Linked DNA regions of Mus musculus: regions 1 and 2 are each linked to region 3. A link is a contact called in public promoter capture Hi-C data. All regions are on one chromosome and are shown on one strand. The core of a region is the stretch at or near the end of the contact, and the rest is flanking DNA. Distances in the headings are between cores, read along the strand shown.

Region 1 (3,914 bases), core at 922-3,421, 1.2 Mb before region 3:
AATCTGCTAATAGGAACATGTTGCCTGGCTGGGAAGGGCAGCCAGAGAAATATATGACAGGTAGTATGGAGCAGGAGGACAAAAGTGCCCGGCAAAATACTATATGCCATCTACATATCATTTTTAGATAGATGATGATGAGGTGGTGGTAGTAAAATTGGTGGTAGGAACCCACAACATAGTTCCCTCTAGGTAACAATCAGGCTGTAACTAGAGGCCATTGCTGGGAGAAACACAGAGGTGATCTGAATCTTGATGTCTTAAGGCCCAGTATAGAATGGAGAAGAGAAAGGAGAGGAAGGAGGGGTTGGTTGACTGGGGAATTGGCTTATGAAGAATATAGTATGAGAAGTTCCATGAAAGTCTTGGAGAACCAGAGAGTAGGTAGCGCCGCTCAGGCTAATTTCAAAGAATGACCCATGGTAGGGAAGGGGAGCTTAGATTACAACCTACAGTTGGAGTCTGGAGGCCTGAAGGTGGCACTGGTCCAAGTCCTGGAGTCTAAAGCCTGGAGTTCTCATGGCCAATGTCAACAGAAGAAGAGGTCAAAATGCCTCTTCTGTGGTAGAAGGAGAGTACATTCTCTCTAGTTCTATGGTCTCCAGGTTCTTGAATGGTACTCACACACACTGAAGGTGAACATTCCCCATCAAATGTGCTCACACTCACTTCTCAGTCTCTTCTGGAAAGACCCTCGCAGGCAATCCCCAAACCACTCCTTAGTGCAATTGAGTTTGCCACCTGGAACTGTCACAAACAGGCCCCACATCTACAAATTAACTCAGCCTGTTTTACTATGGAAGAAACTACAAGTCCTTGTAGGAGCAGAAAGGTGTAACACCTCTCCACACCCACTGTAAGGGCCGCAGCCAACACTCCCATATATCAGGATGCAAAAGAAAAAGCATGATAAATGAAGCCTGAAAGAATTTGAGAAACCTCTTTTCGTTCAGGTAATAACGTGAAGGTGACAGGCTGAGGGGAAAGGTCTCGCAAAGCCGGCATGTCCACATTCTTGGCCTCTCCCTAACATTCTTTCTTCTGGAGGTTTTTGAGGTAGAGTGTCCTGGAATGAGGGGCTTCAAAGGAGGAGGGGGAAGGGAGAAAAGATCGAGCTTTCCATGTTTTATAGTTTAGTCTGAGGGAGATGCATTCTGATTTCTACAATGCACCTTGAAGTAGGGGAATTTTGGTTTCCGGGAACTGGCTTTGCTTTGGGGGACACACAAGGTATGAAAAAAGGACAGGAGCTCAGAGACACCTTGCTTCTGAGGCCTTTCCAATTCCCTTCCATTCAAGGCAGCCAGCACGCCAGCACAAGGTGTCCCATTTTGAGGTAATGCATTCTGAGCTTAATCATGAGCAATATAAAAATTATAATAAGGTAAGCTGTTCAGTGATGAATTTTAATGTCTTGGTTATAGTTGGGAAAGTCTGCGTTTGCTTCATTTAACATTGAATACATTAAAAGTCAAGAAACAGACTCGGAGCTAGCACCTAAAGCCTTGTGTAAAATATACTATTTTATTTAACCGTGGGAAAATGTTCATAATGTGGTTTTATTTTTATTCATTTTTCATTAGGTTCTGATGAAGTACGCCAAAGTTAAACTAGGGAATTGCTTATATGTTAAAAACAAAAACAAAACGAGTAAAGACTTGTTTGAATGGCGATCACTTGGAAAATAGGAAGAAAAAGAAATACGTATGTTGTCAGTTTCTCTGGAAAACCCTTCACCGTGCTGTTTGGGAAAAACAAAACAAATAGCAGAAGCTAGTACAAAGGGAACCAAAATTTCTCTTCAGGCCTAATGAGCAGGAGTGCATCTCTTCTAGCTCGTCTGGATTTCATTGATACCTTTAAGCCCCAGTCCTGGGAGACACAGCTTTAAGACTCCTGGAAACCTTGTTTACGTCCTGGAAATCTTGATTGCAACCGAATTCTGACTCCACTTTAAGGTAGACCTAGGAACGCTTTGGGCCTCAGTTTCCCTCCGTCTATCACCCCAGGACCTGGCAACTGTTGCAGGCTCCCCCCCCAGACATTACAAAGTGTGTGGAGCACGCCCGGCTCTCGGAAGCGCTCTACACCCGCGAGCTGTTACGTCAGTGGGTCCCTCGGCGGCGCCCGGGCTGTCCTCCTAAAATACTAGTACAAGAAGTATAAATGGCCCGGGAGAGTGCAGGGACCGGGCCCACGTGACCGCTCCACGAAGGCCACCGGCGGGGGCTCGGAGCGCAGGCCGCGCGCTTTCCCGCCGCATCCGGGCGCCGGGCGAGCTCCGGGGACGCCGGGCCCTGGCGGCGGCGGCGGCTCGAGCCGTGCCTCGGGCGGGTGAATCATCCCGGCCGACAGCGAGCGCCGCGGCGGCCCGTAGCAGCGCCGGAAGATGGCCGAGGCGGGCGCGGGCTTCCTGGAGCAGCTCAAGTCCTGCATCGTGTGGTCGTGGACCTATCTGTGGACCGTGTGGTTCTTCCTCGTGCTCTTCCTGGTCTACATCCTGAGGGTGCCCCTGAGGATCAACGACAACCTGAGCACAGGTCAGGCCCGGCCCGGCCCGGCCCGGCTCCGCTCGGCCGCCCCTCCCCCGCCCCGGGAAAGTTAGTGCAAAGTCGCGCGGCGGGGTCGCGGCCGGCGGGGACGCGCGCTCCGGGACGCGCCGCCTCAGGTGGCCGCCGCAGCCCCGCGGCCTTCGCGAGTCCCACCCCCACCCCCGCGCGCGGAGTGTCCCCTTCCGTCCCCGCGGGTCCCCGCCGAGCCCCGGGAGCTCGCGAGTCTCGCCGGCGCTCGAGCGTCCGAACCGCGCCGAGGAGGCATGTCCTGCTCCCGGCTGCGCCGCCAGGGCCCACGCATGGCTCGGGCCGAGGGCGCGCGCGAGTGGAGAGAGAGCCTTGTCCCGGAGGGTGTCGCTGTGGTGTGGACGGGGAGGGCATGTCCGTAGGTCCCTCTAGGAGCGTGGATGACGTGTCAGGTCACCCAACGGAATGTCGAGGGGACACGCGGACCGCGCGCGGGGAATCTGGAATGTCTGACGTCCCCAGCTGAAGTTGTCCTGTTCTCGGCTGAGCCCTCTCTAAAGCGCGCGGGGCTAAACAAGTGTGCATGTATGTGGTGACTGTGGTCCTGATAAACTTGCAGCAGGCCACCCCAGATGTTAAAAACCAAGGAGGGCAAACTTAGGCTAAGGACACCCCAGAGACAATTCAGAAACAAAATGCACGTTGAAGGAAGGCTTACAGCCCTTTGAGTCTGCAAATTTTATTGCACACTACGCTGGGAAGTCTTTACAGTTCTGACTTATTTACAGACATAGATACACATTCACATATATCTGTCTTCTGTTATTTTAATTTGCATTGTCTACAATACCAAGGTTGGAAATGAATTTCCCATGACCATAACTGGAAATGGAGGACCAGTGGGAAGTGGACCCTTTTAGATGCTTGCCACAATGTACTCATTTTGTTTAACATTATAAACCTCCTTTAATGTGAACCTGTTGCTGACTATGTTTGTTTCATAGTATCCTTTGGATGGTCTTTTTGGGAGGCAGACAGAATTCTGCACATAGAATCAGCTCATCCTAATGTAGAGGATGCTAAGCTGTTTGGCTCTGATTATTCCGAAGATCCCACCTTTTTTTTTTTTTTAATCTGTTAGCGTGACTGCTTGTCACATTGTAATATTGTGTTCCTTGCCTTAGGACAGACATTCTCAACCTGTGGGTCATGACCCATTTGGAGCTTGCATATCAGATATCCTTGCATGTCAGATATATACATTATGAGTAGCAAAATCACAATTACAAAGTAGCGAGAAAAAAGAAAATAGTTTTATGGTTGGTGGGTCACCTCAACGTAAATTTAGAAGGTTTAGAACAACTGCTTTAGGGTAAGGCTTTTTCCTTGTGACTT
Region 2 (4,013 bases), core at 318-2,817, 1.6 Mb before region 3:
TTATTTGCAATAGGTCTTTCAATTGTCCTAAGGAGGACAATGGAAATGTGAAGGTATCTGGAAGACTTGGAAGGGATGAAGCCCCAGGGTTAGATGTCTGGCCACCACCCTGACTGCAGCCATGCTTTTTCTTCTTCTTGAGAAAGACCTTACAACTTTGAGGAAATGTAAGCTTTACAAAAAGATTAAATGGATCTAAACTGTCTCTTCCAAACCCTGGAAATCAACATGAAGGCCTCCCCTTCAAACTCCTGCCATCGGGCGTAGCATCTAGACCCTATCTGATTCTCAGAAAGTCCGAATGAATGCAGGATGGTGAAGTGCTGAGAAAACAGTGAGTGTAAGGCCTATACCACCCCTTCGAATTAAAAAGGATTTAAATAAAACCAGGAAGGAAAAGTATAATCAGGGGGAGGGGGAAGCTTGAGTAACGGGACTCGGTGAGGGGGCGAGAGAAGAAGCCTCCAGGACGTGGGATTCAACCCTGCGCCATTCTGCATTACTGACATGATGACCCACACACTGCAGTGGAAGAAGATACACTCCCTATTCAACTATGACATTTAGAGTTTTGCCTTCCAAATATGTTCTCCGATCAGTTCCCAGGTTGTTTAGTTGGTTGTTTTGTAACTTGTATTACTCCCCAAATAGCCTTTCCTTTTCCAAAGAAACCTTCAAATCCATTTCCTACAAGGGATTTGATTTGTGCAGCAGGCTCTAAAGCCGGCTGTCCAGAGCAATGCCCATTCTTTGGTACTATAGTTTGGGGTCTGGGCAAACTGAAAGCATCATTCCATATCTATACTCACCAAGTTCCTATTTCGCGCAGGCAAAGTTTTAGGTTACCAGATGGCAAACTCTTTATGCCAACTCCTCCCTACTGAAGCTCTTGAGAGAATGGTCAGCGGGCTTATCCATGTACCATGATGTAGTTATATGCTTGTTTATGCTGCTCCTACGATGGCATTACAGACCTGTCTGCACGGCATTAGTTCCTGCAGTCTTTGAACAAAATCCTGATTTAAGGGAAAATCCAAAGTTAGTTGTAGTTTGGAGGCAGAAGAGCAGACCTATCCTTGGGGTATGATGGCAACAAACTCCTATAACAACTTACATAACCAACTCTGGGGAAACAAAAACAAAACGAAAGGGCTGCTGCAGTCCATTATCTATCAACAAGGTACGCCTTAGCCTCACGATTCAGCTACAATGCTTGCTGTGAGTTGGGGACCAAGTAAAAGTTAGGAATTAACATCTCATTCTCTCAGGATAGCTCTGAGGAGCAGGTGCCACAACTCTAATCCAACCAGTAGATGCATGTAGACTTCCCTAATGCTTGCCCCCTAGCACCTCCAGACCTTCTTCCAGTACACACACCTCCCTGACCAATCTGTCTGCCTTTAAGCATCCCTGTTCGGACTGCAAGCCAAGTGGCCCGGGAGGTCTGCTTTGCCCGGCTTCACCAAGCCAGGAGATGACTCATCGAGCCGGTTCCCCGGGCTCCTTGGGGCTTTGGCAAACAACTGGAGAGGTGCCCTCCCTCCCCGCAGGCCCGGCGGGGCGGGGCGGGGTTCGGCCAGCCAAGGCTGGGAGCGGGAACCGGCAGCGGGAAGCGGCCGCCGCCCGGGCAGCCCGAGGCTAGGCAGGGCGAAGCCAGGCGGGGCGGGGCTGAGCGCCACGGGAAGGGGAGGCAGGGCTGCCTAGGGACCGAACGACCGAGCCACTCTTGCAACGCCAGCCACGATGGGGCTGGAGACCGAGAAGGCCGATGTGCAGCTCTTCATGGCCGATGACGCCTACAGCCACCACAGTGGCGTTGACTACGCAGATCCTGAGAAGTATGTTGACTCGAGTCACGACCGGGATCCTCACCAGCTCAACTCTCATCTCAAGGTGAGTTTCAGGCTGGGCTATCACTCATCTAGGCTGGAGGCTGCTAAGGGTCCCTTGTATGCTGCAGGAGGATGACTCTTGACCTTCTCCCCAACAGTGGGGGTTGGTCCCATTGCTAATGCTGGTTCCATTGGCACTCTGCCCTGGTCCCACAGCCTTCAGGCTCCCTGAACAGCCACACAGTGTCCAACTCCTGTGTGCCCAGTGTCACTCTAAGAAAAGCTGAAGATACTCTAGCCAGGTCGCCTTTCCTTCGGACTTCCCCTTCTTAGAGTGCTTCTGCCACCACACCCCCCACCCCCACCAACTTCGTTCCCTCCCCACCCCGACCCTATCCCCGACAGGTTGGATGACGTCATGAGTCCTTGCATCTTGTCTCTGCAGCTAGGCTTCGAGGATCTGATTGCAGAGCCTGAGACTACACACTCCTTTGACAAAGTGTGGATCTGCAGCCATGCTCTCTTTGAAATCAGCAAATATGTGATGTACAAGTTCCTGACCGTATTTCTGGCCATCCCCTTGGCCTTCATTGCGGGTATCCTGTTTGCTACCCTCAGCTGTCTGCACATCTGGTGAGAGGGGACACATGGGTTGATTCTGAAGCTTACAGAAGTTTTTGCCACCTGCTCTCTGCTCTTCCTATTTCCCAGGGCCCATTTGCAGAGAAAACGCTTACATTAGTTCCCAAGGGTAACAAGACCTGAGAAATCTTGAAGGGCAGTGTGCTTTCTTTAGAATAATAGTCCCGGCTGAGAGTTTAAACAGAAGGAAGCAAGGGCCTCTTTCCTGGGTGTGATTTTTCCTTCCATGCAGAAGGCTGAGCTGAGTGTGGAGGTGGGGGCTGGAAGGCCACTTCCTGTCATAGGCTGCTCTCTCCAGGGCCTGTTGTGACTCGTGCCTGTGGTTCTGGGCAGGTCCTTTCCTCCTTTCATTGACTTTTATTCAGTCACCATCTGTGCTTGGGCAAAACAAACGTTGATCTCAGAGAAAACAGCGCTTACATTCTGACCCTTGGAGAAGGGCAGACTTTAGTAAAACAGTGCTATGAACTGAGCCACTCAAGTCTTGCTATTGGTAAATGGCAGCCATGAACCCAGGGGAGACAGGAGTGTTTACAATGATTGGGTTGAACATCTACCACGAACAAATAAAATGTTAAGCTATGAAACAAGGGGATAGGCCATTACATTATTGTTTCACTTATGAAGCACACACACACACACAAATGCCATCTAGTTACAAGAAAAAGAAATATGGAAACCAATCGAATGTTGGGATGTCTGTAAAGTTATTCACGTTCAAGATGCATCATAAGCTTTTTTAAGCACTCAAACTTGTCTTAAGGGAACTAGCCCACTCCTCCAAGAAATGTTTTTTGTGTTAAAGGTTACCCACTTCATTCAAAGAATCATCCCCAATGTCACAATAGTTTTCACGCTGGTACCTCAAGGTGGTCCTGGTGACACGTGTGACCCTAGATACCACCGTTTAGTTTTTCACATCATGGGGCATTGCCACATCCCAGGGCAGTCTCAGTGTTCAAAGAGTTATCCAACTTACTCCTTCTTTCAGTCTCGAGGTACACTTTGCTGTGTTAGCTCACTAGTTCTGCACACCAAGCCTATTAGGTGCTCAGTGTTGCTGGGTGAGAACACAAGCCTTTCTTCAGCTTGCCCATCACCAGGGAGGGGGATTTAGAAACAAACCCAAATGGTGAGAAAGCATGGTGAGCAAGCAATGGAGGAGCTGGGAAACAAGGGTAACTTTGTGAGGGAAAGGAATCTGAAGACCAAAAGAAGTCTTTTGGAAGATAAATATAAATTCAGATGACGAAAGGATAAACAAAGAATACCAATTCAGTCGCTTGAGGCTCTAAGCAGTCATCTTGAAAGGGCCAAAAGATTGCCAGAGAAGTGGAACTCTTTGCTTTCGTGTGTATGCAGGCCCACACAAGCATGTGTATGGTTATCTCATATGGGACATTCGCACATAGGTGATTTTTTTTACATGCCTAAATCAACATATAAAACTGTACATTCCAGCCGGGCTGTGGTGGCACATGCCTTTAATCCCAGCACTTGAGAGGTAGAGGCAAGCGGATTTCTGAGTTTGAGGCCAGC
Region 3 (3,888 bases), core at 1,074-3,573:
ATAGAATCACAGTACCACAGAAATGACAAACACAAGCAAGACCAATACAGGGCATCTTACATGCGATTTCCAGAGAAGCTTACTGTCACTATGACCAATCCAAATGGACCTGTCTCCATGGGAAGGCCCCAGAACCTGAGACCGGCCTAAAACCAAACCAAGATAATCAGTCAACTCCTTGGGACCAAGACCAGACCTGAAACCAGACAAACCAAAAACAAAACAGAATCAGAAGGTGGTCCAATGGAGGACACACAAGTGAACAAGACACACAGACACACAGACATACAGACAGGGAGGGATCTCACTTTACCTCTGACGTACAGTGTCTGTGTCTCATGACAAAAACCACAAACAAAAACAAGATAGCAACAGAGAAAAAGAAGACACCAGTATCTCTAAGCACACTCGTCCACGCCTGGACTTGTACAACCAGCCAAGCCAAACGCTATTTCCTGACGGGGTCGGATTCCACATCGACTCCCTTCCTCCTGAAAAACAATTTGCCTGACGGCGGCGATTAGTGACAAGTCAAAAGCACCCTTAGGTGGCCAGCCTACTCCAAACGTTGGCCACTCGGAGGCGCAAAAGGTCTGCCACTGACCCTTTCTGACCTCCACCGACTGGTTGTGGGCTCTGACCCGCACCTCCTTCCAATGCTCCAGAGTCAGAGAAAGGGGAGTGAACACAGATTGTCCCATTTCTAGAAAAACAGTAGTCACAACAAGAGCGGACACGAGACTAAGACAAAAAAAAAGAAACCAGAAGAATCAGATGGCCTCTCCAAGGCCGGCCAATTGAGACCCTCTGCACGAGGTGGGACTCGAACCCACGATCCCGTGACCAGACGCGAGGTGGGACTCGAACCCACGGTCTCGCAACAAGGTGCGAGGTGGGACTCAAACCCACGATCTCGCAACAAAACACGAGGTGGGACTCGAACCCACGATCTCGCAACTGGGCACGAGGTGGGACTCGAACCCACGATCTCGCAACCCCAAATGGTCTCTTGGCCTTCAGAGGGGTCCACCAGGCGTCCCTGATCCTCCCCTGTTCCTCCTAGGACGTCTCCCAGGGTGAACGGACGGTGGACACCTGGACACGTCTATCCTTATCCACCCCGCACTCCCTCTCGGAGTGCGGTCTCACTGAGCATCCGCAAAACTGAAACTGCGATCGCACCAAACTTAGAAACAGAACACAGACATCAGAACACAGACATCAGACCAAAGCAGAACAAAGAATCTTACCTCTAAGTGGGTCTAGGACCTCTGGGTGGTCGCGCTGTTTCCCGGCCAATGCACCAAATGAAAGACCCTCGAAGGGAGACCCTCCCTCAGACACTTAAGTCCCGGGACAGCCGCGTACCCAAGAAGACACTGAGACCATACATAAAATGTAGAAGGTAAGATTTAATAAAGTAGCAACAACATGAAAGCACACAGACCAGAGCTCTGGGGTCGAAATAAAGCAGCAACAGAAAGCACACAGAGCTCTGGGGTCGAAACTCATACACCTTTGCACAGGGTAGAGGAGTCTCGACGGTCAGCCAAAATTTTTCACAGGCTTATATAGTAAAACTCAAAGGGGGAGAACTGGGCAGGGAAAGTACAAGTTTACATCACTAGGGAGTTCTGCCAAAGGAATCTATGTAACTAAGGAGTCATGTCCTATCAAGGAACCTACGTAACTAAGGAGTACCTGGTTCATTTTGAGGTTGTTCCAGGAAGCCTTTATCTCAAAAATGTTTTCTAGATGGGAGGGGGTGGGCTCCGAGGTAAAAAGTTCATGTTCTTACAAGAGGCCAGTAATTTTTCATTCTTCAACACTAACATTCTGTATACAGTTGGATTCTCCGAAAATGCACATCATGGAGCTACAATATGCTCCCTTTGTACTGGGCTATTTGGCTTTTTAAACTTTTCTGGCTCACGCGTGAGAAAGCTAGAACTCCCTCCACCCTGCATCTATGTCGCCTATGAGAACAAAGAATCTCTCTCCTTCAGTAGCCAATGCTACCATCTTCATGTCGTGTGTCTTCCGGCAGAAAGTGTCTTCCCACACTACCTTTAGTAACTACCACAGTGTCTTCCCGTCCGCTAGAGCCTCCTTCCAGGCTCTCCTTCCAGCCCACCTTCAGTGACCTCTCCATAAACTGCCTGTCCCCGCCTTGGTCTCGGCGTGCGAGCGCCGCCCAGAAGCCCGGCGGAAACACACTGCGCATGCCCACTAGTCAGCCCCGCCCGGCTTCCTGTTTGGCCGGCTCCTTTCCGTCCCTGATTCGTCGCCGCTGAGGCCTCAGAGTCTCGCGGTCTTTGCGTTCGCCAGCGGGCGCGAAGCTGTCCGGGTTTCTGTCGGGCGGTGTTTTGTCTCCTCGTTGCCGAGCCCTCGCAGATTCCCGGGACCTCCGGGCCCAGCAGCATGACGTCTGCTTTGGAGAACTACATCAACCGTATCCTCCGGCGGGCTGCTGCGACCGCTCAGGCGGCGGCGGGGGCGGGAGGGAGCACGGGAGGCCCGGAGTGGTGGGCGGTGGGCGGAGGACCCGGGGTCGGGGTTCGTGGAGGGAGCTCCCGGCCGGCCTCGGGGCTTTTTGCACCCACAGCACAGATCTCGGTGTAGTTCGAACTTCTCTGCACACGGCCTTTGATCGTGTGTCCCAACATCCGGAATAAGATGCACTGTTTTCCTAAGAACTCTGCGTTTGCAGGTCCCCCAAGCAGAGATAGCATACAACAGATAGATGCTTCTCAGATTTGGGCTTCAGGTCCCATACCTCTGCTTGAAATCTTGTCATGGTGTTTAGAGAGTGGCGAGTAGCTTTTAAAAGCCCGGTTGAATTTTTTAAGTTAGAATTGCTGTTCTAAAGTCGGGGCAAAACCTAAGACACATAGTTAAATACAGAGAGCTTTTAATGATACAAGAATTATTGGTACTTGATGGCATTAATTATGACAGAGTCTTGGATGAGAAGGTCCTTTACTTGCATAAAGTAATTCAACATTAATTAGCACTCACCTAGTTTTTATTTTAAAGCTTAAGAAATGAGTCTGCCTGACTCAGTGTCATAGGTTGGAAACACTGCTGTTTAAACCAGAGTCAAGCGGTCACATACCCTTCTCCCATGTGATGAACTGTTTTCGAGGTACAATTGAAACAAGTTTAAAAACTTCAGTTTTCTCCCTCAAGAGCAGTGGCAGTGTGGAATCTTGATTCTGTCTCTTCTTTCCTTTTTAAGTAATTGGAACTCTTTCCAGGCTGAAAGTTTTCAGGTTGTATTCTTTAAGAAATACGTTCCTTGACTCGGTTCTCAGGGACTGTGGCTGTTATTACTTCTGATGGCAGAATGATTGTGGTGAGTGACATTTCCGTTTTTCTCTTTCCTTAGGCTTATTGATTGCAAATTTGAGGTAACATTTCTGGCCTAGTGTTCAGGCACCACAGCACACCTAGTTCACTGCTCTTATGATTCACCCATTGATTCATCCATTTAACCTTAGTCTCTTGGCTACCTGTACAGATTCTCTAATCAACCTTGAAGGCCTCTGATCTGAAATGGAGAGCTGTGCAATAGCTGATTGGTTTTCTTCTTGTGTCTCTTCCTTATGCCATTAGAGACCTTAAACGATTTACATATTATGTGTATGCCCCAATAAATTGCTTATCGACGAGGTGATTTAATCTGAGAAGTGTGTCTTCAGTGATTTCATTGTTCTTCCAAAAATAATAAATGGTTTTGGAAACTTCAAGTTAGCTATGACTTCACTGGTGGTACAATCTTTGGGACCATTGCCTTGTCTATCATCTTTGATTGAAATATTTCCTGTATGAAATTTAATCCCATGTTATCCCATTCTGTGATTTTTTTTTTAAGATTTATTTTTGCTC

Evidence for each region. Promoter capture Hi-C pulls out the DNA fragments that hold promoters and counts their contacts.
Region 1: a contact with region 3 is called in a promoter capture Hi-C map of pre-B cells. The contact joins the promoter of St7 here to the promoter of Lsm8 in region 3. A contact is called at or near these places in 5 of 39 promoter capture datasets (the 3T3-L1 cell line, cranial neural crest, frontonasal cranial neural crest and 2 more) and 1 of 9 other capture datasets (liver).
Region 2: a contact with region 3 is called in a promoter capture Hi-C map of pre-B cells. The contact joins the promoter of Cav2 here to the promoter of Lsm8 in region 3. A contact is called at or near these places in 2 of 39 promoter capture datasets (liver and pre-B cells).

The regions. Positions count from the first base shown.
Region 1 is chr6:17,691,823-17,695,736 of GRCm38.p6, forward strand. It overlaps St7 (suppression of tumorigenicity 7), which reads left to right and starts at 2,172. Exons shown (of 16, transcript NM_001289624.1): 1 at 2,172-2,540. The coding sequence starts at 2,390.
Region 2 is chr6:17,279,618-17,283,630 of GRCm38.p6, forward strand. Cav2 (caveolin 2) reads left to right here and starts at 1,568. Exons shown (of 3, transcript NM_016900.4): 1 at 1,568-1,893; 2 at 2,278-2,465. The coding sequence starts at 1,744.
Region 3 is chr6:18,846,312-18,850,199 of GRCm38.p6, forward strand. Lsm8 (LSM8 homolog, U6 small nuclear RNA associated) reads left to right here and starts at 2,324. Exons shown (of 4, transcript NM_133939.1): 1 at 2,324-2,452; 2 at 3,315-3,355. The coding sequence starts at 2,422.